Regions from separate parts of the Mus musculus genome. Here region 1 is linked to region 2. The links are chromatin contacts, called in public HiChIP or PLAC-seq maps. All regions are on one chromosome and are shown on one strand. The core of a region is the stretch at or near the end of the contact, and the rest is flanking DNA. Distances in the headings are between cores, read along the strand shown.

What was found. HiChIP or PLAC-seq counts read pairs in DNA pulled down with a chosen protein or histone mark.
Region 1: a contact with region 2 is called in an H3K27ac HiChIP or PLAC-seq map of embryonic stem cells, with 19 read pairs. The contact joins two enhancer-like sites. A contact is called at or near these places in 6 of 39 promoter capture datasets (the 3T3-L1 cell line, 3T3-L1-derived adipocytes, the C10 cell line and 2 more), 1 of 15 datasets of contacts at CTCF or cohesin (the NIH/3T3 cell line), 7 of 484 Hi-C or Micro-C datasets (Th1 cells, bone marrow-derived macrophages, cardiomyocytes and 3 more), 3 of 115 datasets of contacts at active chromatin or transcription factors (embryonic stem cells, heart atrium and pancreatic cancer cells) and 3 of 9 other capture datasets (adipose tissue, liver and pancreatic islet).

The regions. Positions count from the first base shown.
Region 1 is chr6:137,667,292-137,671,652 of GRCm38.p6, forward strand. No RefSeq gene overlaps it. Among named protein-coding and RNA genes, the nearest start is that of Eps8, 20 kb to the left of the region's middle. Within about 2 kb of position 2,415, at least 4 of the 459 cell types and tissues checked have an H3K27ac peak or open chromatin away from gene starts, as enhancers often do. A contact at or near this core is called in embryonic stem cells, where this site is marked.
Region 2 is chr6:137,539,812-137,543,858 of GRCm38.p6, forward strand. All of the region lies in intron 2 of Eps8 (epidermal growth factor receptor pathway substrate 8), which reads right to left. Among named protein-coding and RNA genes, the nearest start is that of Eps8, 110 kb to the right of the region's middle. Within about 2 kb of position 1,265, at least 168 of the 459 cell types and tissues checked have an H3K27ac peak or open chromatin away from gene starts, as enhancers often do. A contact at or near this core is called in embryonic stem cells, where this site is marked.

The sequences.
Region 1 (4,361 bases), core at 1,165-3,664, 130 kb after region 2:
CTTCAGATGCTCAGGAGCTGTTCTCAAAAACTGAGGGAGGCTCAGTCGTTAGGAGCATTTTACTGCTCTTCCAGAGGGTGTGAACTCAGTTCCCAGCATCTACATGGCTGCTCACAACAACAGATACTTCCGTTCTAGGGATCTAACCCTCTTCTGTCCCCTACAGGCTTCCTGCATGCACGTAAATCAACCCATCATCAATCAATAGTGTTTAAAATACATGTTGTAGTGGTACAACCTGATGCATGATGGGTAGAAGCAGGAGGGTCTTAGGAGTTGGCTGTCCAAACAGTCCAGCCAATAAGTGAGGTCCAGGTTCAGTGAAAGACTGTTTCAAACATTAAAGAGGACAGCAATTGATAAACACTGGACTATGAGCTTCAGGTTCCTATACACACACACACACACACACACACACACACACACACACACACACGAGTTTTTACTTACTGAGATAATAACCAAACATCACTCTTTCAGGAGCTGTGTAGGTGGCTTACAGCATAATTAAAGCACTTTCAGACCCTTTACATCAGAAGTCCTCATTACAGCTTGCTTAATCAAGTGAGTCATGTAGTTATTTCACTCAAACAGAAGGCTGGAGAGGACCACTTGAGAAAGAAAGGTAACGGAGGCCCTGGGGAGTAGCTCAGCTACTACTTGCTTGCCTGGAAAGCAGGAAGCTCTAGGTTAGATCCTTATAGCCCATAAACTGGGCACAGTGGCACACGTGGGAAGGGGAGGCAGAAGGACCAGAAATTCATGATCATCCTTGGTGACGTCCTTTGAGGCCAGGCTGTGGGACATGAGTCTACCTCAAAAAAGGAGACTTCCTTCCCACCACTGTCCTCTGCCAGATTGATGGTTGCAAGGTGGCTAAAGCACTTGCTCTACAGCCTATAGATACTGTGAAGAAGTAAGGAAGGAGCTACTTTGCCTGGCAGCCTCTCTCTTTTGCTGAGGAGGATGCCTTTTCTCAATGTCCCATCTTGCTCCGTAGGAAGTGGACAAAGCCCTAAGTGAGATTGTATTGCTGACATAGGCACAGCTATAACAAGGGTCAATGCCCCAGGGCCATGGGACATCAGCAAAGCCTTTCTCCACGTGGGTCAGGGTGGAAATTGGCAAAGCCTTCCTCCTCTGGCCTAAGTATGAGTGTTTAAAGATGATGGATCCGTGTGTACAAACTGAGCAACTGCAGCTTCCTCCTCCCAGACAGAAAATAGGCTGGAAACAGAGACCTCCTACTGTGACTGGCTAAAGCCTCTTTTTGTGCTGAACATATAAACTACTGAAGTTCCAGTCAGCAGCAGGTGTAGCTCCATCTAATGGCACATAACCCGCCTGATTCTGTATTGCTAGAGTGTGTCTCTATCACTGTCTTTTCTTCATTTCCTGCCTGCCTCTACTCAGAGTCCCCAAGACCAAACTGTGCTGAGAAAGGCCACATTTGGTTCCCACACACCCAAATTGGAACCCCCAGTAAGGATGGAGGCTCAAGCTGCTCCCAGCATGGTCCCCACTGCAGAAACCACTCTTGACTCTCCCAGGGCCTTGATGTATTCCAGCAACATATTTCAAGTGACTGTGGATATTCAAAAGTACTGCTTCTTACACAATTATTATAAAAATTTTTCTATTATTCAATCATGGTTAAAGTCACATTCACTAAGTATATAGATTTTATTTCAGATCCCAATAAACAATAATACACACACACACACACAAGCAAAGGGACTGGAGAGATAGCTGTTCTTGCAAAGGACTCAAGTTTGGTTCCCAACACCAACAACAGGCAGCTCAGAGCCTCTGGCTCCAGCTCTAGGAGATCTGAAGCCCCTGGCCTCTGTAGGCACCTGCACTCATCTATACACACAGAGACACACATTCATGGGCATAGTCAACTATAATAAGAAAATTAATAAAAAGAGTAAGCAAGTGTGCCTTAGTCAATGTTCCATTTCTGTGAAGAGACACCATGACCAAGGCAACTCTTAGAAAAGAAAGCATTTAATTGGGGTGGCTTGCAGTGTCAGAGGTGCAGTACGTTTTCATCATGGCAGGAAGCATGGCAGCACTCAGGCACCCACGATGCTGGGAAAGGGGCTGAGAGTTCTACTTCTGGATCTACAGGCAGCAGGAAGAGAGAGACTCTGGGCTTGGAGTGCCTTTTGGAAACCTCAAAGCCCACTCTCAGTGACACATTTCCTCTCAAAAGGCCACACCTTCTATTTCTTTACAATGGTGCCACTCCCTGGTGACCAACTATTCAAATCTGAGTCTATGGGAGCCTTTCTCATTCAATCTACCACAGCAGGGCATTTTTAAGTTTCTTTGTTATTGAGTCTACTCTATTGTCTTAACATTTTGCTAAATCCATAGGTTTGGGTTTTTTTGTTTGTTTGCTTTTTAGTTCCCACTCCTATCCCCGCCCAGAGACTGTGTATCCCTGGATGTCCTGGAACTTAATATGTAGAACAGGTCTTCTTGGGCTTTTACTGCTTTGAACAGACACAACCAAAGCAACTCTTACAAGGACATTTATTGGGGCTGGCTTACAGGTTCAGAAGTGCAGTGCAGTATCAGCAAGGCAGGAGCATGGCAGTGTCCAGGCAGGCATGGTGCAGGAGGAGCTGAGAGTTCTACATCTTCATCTGAAGGCTACTAACAAAATACTGACTTCTAGGCAGCTAAGATGAGGGTCTTAAAGCCCACACCCACCGTAACACACCTATTCCAACAAAGCCCTACCTCCAATTAGTGCCACTCCCTAGCCTAAGCATATGCAAACCATAACGCACTAGCCTGCCTATTCAGAGATCAGCCTGCTTCTGCCTCCCCAGTGCTGGTAATTAAGGCTTGCATTACTACCCCTGGCAAATCAGTGGTTTCTAAGTACAAACCACAGAATGAAAACCAGCCCACGAGTCTCTGAGCTTCACAGTAATGTTCTCCACTGGTAGAATTCAATTACTACAGCCAGCATGCCTGAAAACAGCGCACAGTTGATGTACCATTCCATTTGAGTTCACTGAAATAATTGCTTATATTTCTATTAGGCACGCATGCAAGATCCAAACGTTAAAGAGGCAACTCTATTATTATGCATGTGAGTGCTGTTTGAAACATTAAAACAAACGCAAAAACATTTTTTTTGAGACTATGTGACTAGCAAAGTTTTAGTGCAAATGCACTATTTGAAGTGGCTTTTTGTTATACTGAGGCATATTCACAACTGTATTTAAGCCAGCTCCGGAGTCACCCCAAACTTAGCAACTTAAAACAGCAGTGCTCATTTATTTAGTTCATGTATCTGCAATTTGATCAAGTTTGGGAGAGGCAGTGACTCTCAGCCACCCCAGTATCTGTTGAGGAAGCTTGACTGGGGAAGATTCCACTTCCAAGATAGTTGGCTGTTGTAGGAGTTGGTACAGTTCACAGCCAGTTCAAGCTACTTTTTAAAAAAATAAAACTCAGATGGAATGGCCTTAACCTTTCTTGCTCATAGTTGTGAATGCTAGACGTCCAGGGTACCAGAATGATGGCGACTGGCGAAGGCTCACTTCCTGGTTTACAGATGACTCCTCTTATATCTGCGACAGGGAGAGAAGGATTGAGAAAGAAAGTCAGGAGGACAACTCTTTTCTTATAAGGGCACAATCATGACATGCGGGCTCTCTGTTCATATGGATTTGGGTGGAAACACTTCGCAGGTATTATTAACAGGGGGCGCTCTTCTGTAAATTCTGTCAGGACTATTGTCTGAGAACATAGGCCCTTGCCCCATGAGTATATGTCTCGATTTGGGCCGTAAAGCATGGAGGAAACAAATTCCTCAAACCCAGTGGGAAAGGTTCTAATACTTTTGTTTATTCATAAACGGCAAAAAGCAGATAAATGGGTTTTTTGGGGGGGGTTGGTTTTTTGAGACAGGGTTTCTTTGTATAGCCCTTGCTGTCCTGGAACTCACTTTGTAGACCAGGCTGGCCTCGAACTCAGAAATCTGCCTGCCTCTGCCTCAGATAAATGGTAAAATGGGCCCACATTCGTTCGTTCACACAAACACTCTCTCACTAACCTTTCTAGTCTGGCAGGTGTACCCTGAGTTCCAAGCAGCAGGCAGGAAAGATGCGATTCAAAGTGGCGTGCAGCCTTTGCTAGATAAGCAGCGGATGTCCGTGTGGGGTCCACGCGGCACAAAGTTTCTCCACAAGACTCTTGGGAGTTGAGCCATTTTGCCATGTCCACTAGAGTTTTAAAGCTAAATTCAGCCAATTACAACTAAGGCGTTCCACACATTATTCTCTCTCTCTCTCTCTCTCTCTCTCTCTCTCTCTCTCTCTCTCTCTCTCTCTCTCTCT
Region 2 (4,047 bases), core at 15-2,514:
CTTAGCCCCTGGTTTCAATCCCTAGTACGGAAATGACATCAGATCCAATCCGAGGTGACCAATCCAAAGCCTGGTTGATGGCTGCCCTGGCTCTGCCGTTTGCCATGCATCTAGCTTTCTCTCCTTTTCTCTCTCTCTCTCCCTTCATGGCACATTTCACATCTTATTTGTTTCTTTAACACATTTTGAGTCATATCTTAAGACAGTACTTACTTACACATCCCTTTTATTTCTCATGAGAAAGTAATTGTCAAAATCAATACCTAGAATTAAACTTCAAAAACCATTTTGACCGTATTTTTTAAGTGGAACAGATTTCCCTCAAATGAGTGGGAGAGAAAGCTTAACAGGTAGAAAAAACAAACAAACAAACAAAAAACCCAAACCACTGTTATATACTCTCAAGGACCAGAGTTCTATCCCTGGAACCTATGGTGGAAGGAGAGAGCTAACTCCCAAAAGATGACCTCTGATCTCCATGGAATGCACACAATAGTAAGAAGAATAAGAATGAATAATTTATAAATTTTTTAAAATTGTCACTAACCCACCCTGATTTCCATTTTGTTTTTCCGGTTTTGTTTTCTGTGTCCTTTCAATGAATTGCTATTTCCAGTCAACCTTGAGGGAGGAAACACACCCCCCACGCCCCTAGCTTTACTGTGAGACCAGAGTCTGGGTGGGAAATGCAGATAGTTATAGAACACTGAGCGGTAGTAGGACTAAGGCAGGTGTGAGGACGCCTGTGGTGAACAAATGATACGGCCTCAGCCATACAGCCACAAGCTCGGGGATAAGAACAGACCCTTACTGGATAAATACAGATTCCTAAAATGCACTTGCTGTTGTGAGGGATAGTTTAGGTTAGCATGGGAGTCTATAAGAGGGGAATCTTTCAGATCAGAAGGACATTAAAGAAATCATTTCCAAGACTCAGCAATTTCTGGCCAATTCTTCCTCATTCTTTCATCTCGGTTCAATCAGTCACAATGTCCTTGTGGAGCTCTTATTGACCCTCCTGAGTAAATAGAAGCGCATTATCAGATACTCCCCACAGTACAAACAAACCCCACAACAGCTGAAGCCTTTCCTGTGTGTGGTAGTTCCTGCCTTCACCAGACTATTGGTTCTCAAAAGGCCTGGACTCTTGTTTGAGACCGTTGTTGTTCAAACACTCGGAGGACACTTGGCACTCAATAGTGTCCATTAAACACTTGTCCAAGGCAAGAAAGAAGTCAGAGAAGCCCAAGTCCTTCTTTCCAAAGAGCATGTGATCTTAAAGGGACAGCATTAATTTCTACAGACTGACGTAAGTAATTAAGTCCCGCTTTGATGGGCTCCACTCAAAATCCAGTAGAGTTTTGTGGAAGAAAAACCACAACACACTTTTAGGAAGGACTGGCCCTTGACTTTGCTCTTGAACAAGGGTTAGAATTTATAGGCTCCTCCAAGCATTAAAGTGAATTCCAGCTTCCCAGTTGTGTTTTCAAATCAGTCTACTGCTTGGAGACAAGCATTTAGATAGAGGAACTGGGAAAGTGGGAGGTGTGGCATCTCAAGGCACAGCAAACGGTCACACCCATTCACAAGCTGAATCCTTGACAGGAAGTCACCTCCACGGGAGACCCTGTGGTTACAGTTTCCTACATGCAGCAAACCACAGCGGCCCTTCCTTCTGGGAGGGGTGATCTTAACGTAGGAGGCTGGGGGACAGCCTTGAGCACCAGAGACTGACACAGGGCACTACAGTGAACTTAAATAAGCAACAGAAAGGAGCAGTTAGTGTCGCCTCACATTATCTCTCAGTTACACCACTGGAATTTACTGCCCCGTCCCACACACCTGCCCAGCTTTCTGCTCAAGGTTGCCGGTCTTCTTCTGTCTGAAGCTTATAAACGCATCACGCTTGGGTCGGCTTCTTCTGACTCCACTCTGTGGAAACCTTGGGTGTCTTAAAGTTATTTTTAAAACCCTTACGTTCTTCACTTGCTCTTCAGCTCTTGTATTAATTTGGTTCCAAGACCCCAAGAGTTTTCACCCAAGGACTAATGAGCAGGGGTTCCCCTACAGAATGAACACCACCTCTGCACCGTGTGCTGCAGGGCGGAGTGAAAGCCAGACAGTTCTTGCCCAGCAAGCATGTAGACCCAGGTGAAGCCATGAGAGAGACAGCAGGACAAAGGGCGTGTGCCTGCAATCCCAGCACTGGGAAGGTGAACGAACCAGACCCCTGTGGCTTGTTAAATGGCTCTCAGAAAAACAAGGTACACCATACTTGAGGAATGACATAGGAGGGTGACCTGTGCCCTCCGCCTGCACAAACTCAAACACCCTCTGGTACACATAATGAATATTTACGCCTATATTAGGTGAGTATGCTTCTTTGGAAATTGAACCTATGTATCTGTTTCCATTTCTATTTGCCTTCAGTTTTCAGTTTTGAGCCATACAACCTTGACACAGGAGTAAATCCCCTCCCAAGCTGTCAGCGATTTGGCCATTCACAAAACTCCCCCCAGTATCTCCAAGTTTGCTCTCAGAAGACTCCAGAGCACCAGCTAGCACACTTGGTTGGTGTCTTCCAGGTTCGGAATAGCAATTCAGAGCTAGAGGGACTGGGCTGAGGGTGGGGCATTAGCCACACAGGAATACCCTCCCCCCACCCCCCCAGTGTGGCTGCAGCAAGAGGCAAGTCAATTAAGCCTGTCTAAACAGAGAGGATTCTCTCGGTGGGGCTGCTGTTGCAAGTGAGAGAGACAAAAGTTTCTTCAAAAGTTTTCTTTAGAAAAGAGAGAAAGAGAGAGAAAGGGGGAAGGCTTGCTCTCTCACAGCTGACTGCTTCATTCAGAATATAAATGAAACCTCCCAGCCTTGGGCAGATTTTGATCTGGTTTGCATTTCAAAACCACAGCAGCTGGTTTTACTGAAAAGTGGTAGCCCCCAGGGCATCCCCTCTCCCCTGTTTGGCTCTTCCTAGGAGCCTAATAAATGCGTGGCTTGTGTTCTGTTTTAAAAGAGCAGTCTGTAAGATTCTTGGAGGACGTTAGAGAAGGGGACAGAGAAATGTCAATTTGCTAAACTGAATTTCAAATATAGAAAGTCTTCCCACTGGGCCGCTGTAGTCTCACTTGTCACTGTGGTCATGTGGCATTCCACATGGGGGCTTCAGATGTCTAAACATAGGCAGCACAGAACTCTATCGTTCCAAAGAAAACAGCGTGTTGCTGTTCTTCCTACAGGTTTTTAAAGATAGGCTCAATCTAACGCCTAGATAGCACCCAGATGGAAGTTAAGAAAGATCGGCTCACATAGGTAAGAGGTGTTTTCATTTCCACTATCAGTATCCCGCTATGGACTTGCAAATGCAGTTAAGGACACCAGTGTCCTTCTCCTGAAGGGTACAGGAAACTGGTTCATCACAATAGCTGCCAAGTGTCTGATTAAGTAGACACATGAAACACATTTCTCAAGTCATAGTTGTTACAACTTTTCTTGTGATTGCCAAGGGAAGAGTGACAAGGGACAAATCCAAAGAGCATCACTAAGGAAGCCACTTTCCGTCAAAGAAACGCCACTCAAAGAAGAGAGAGCAGGTTGCAGTCAGATGAAACAGACAAGCTAAACCCATAGTAGAAAGTTGTCAGAATCCTAAGTTAGAAACAGCCTCAATTTCAGAGTTCCTCTCCTTCACCCTCCATTGAGGCTGGTGTCAGTTTTCAGTCATGACTGAAAAATCTCACCTACTCAGTCTTGTTACATGATGAAGCTGGCAGCTCTCAAGCCCAGTGAGCTTCTCTAAATGCCATGACCTTCTTTGTTATTTGAAGTGCTTCTCTGGATTTGACAGGGAATCTTAGAGTATCTTGATTTCAATGTGATTAAATATCTCAGTCGAAGACATAACCGAGAAGGGGGTCTGTCATCAGTGTTTATGGTTTTAACTAAAAGACATGGAACAATGTCTAGAAAAACTTTGGGGTTTTGTTTGTTTGGTTGGTTGATTTGGTTTGGTTTTTGGTTTGTTTCCGTCCTCACTATATCTGCTAG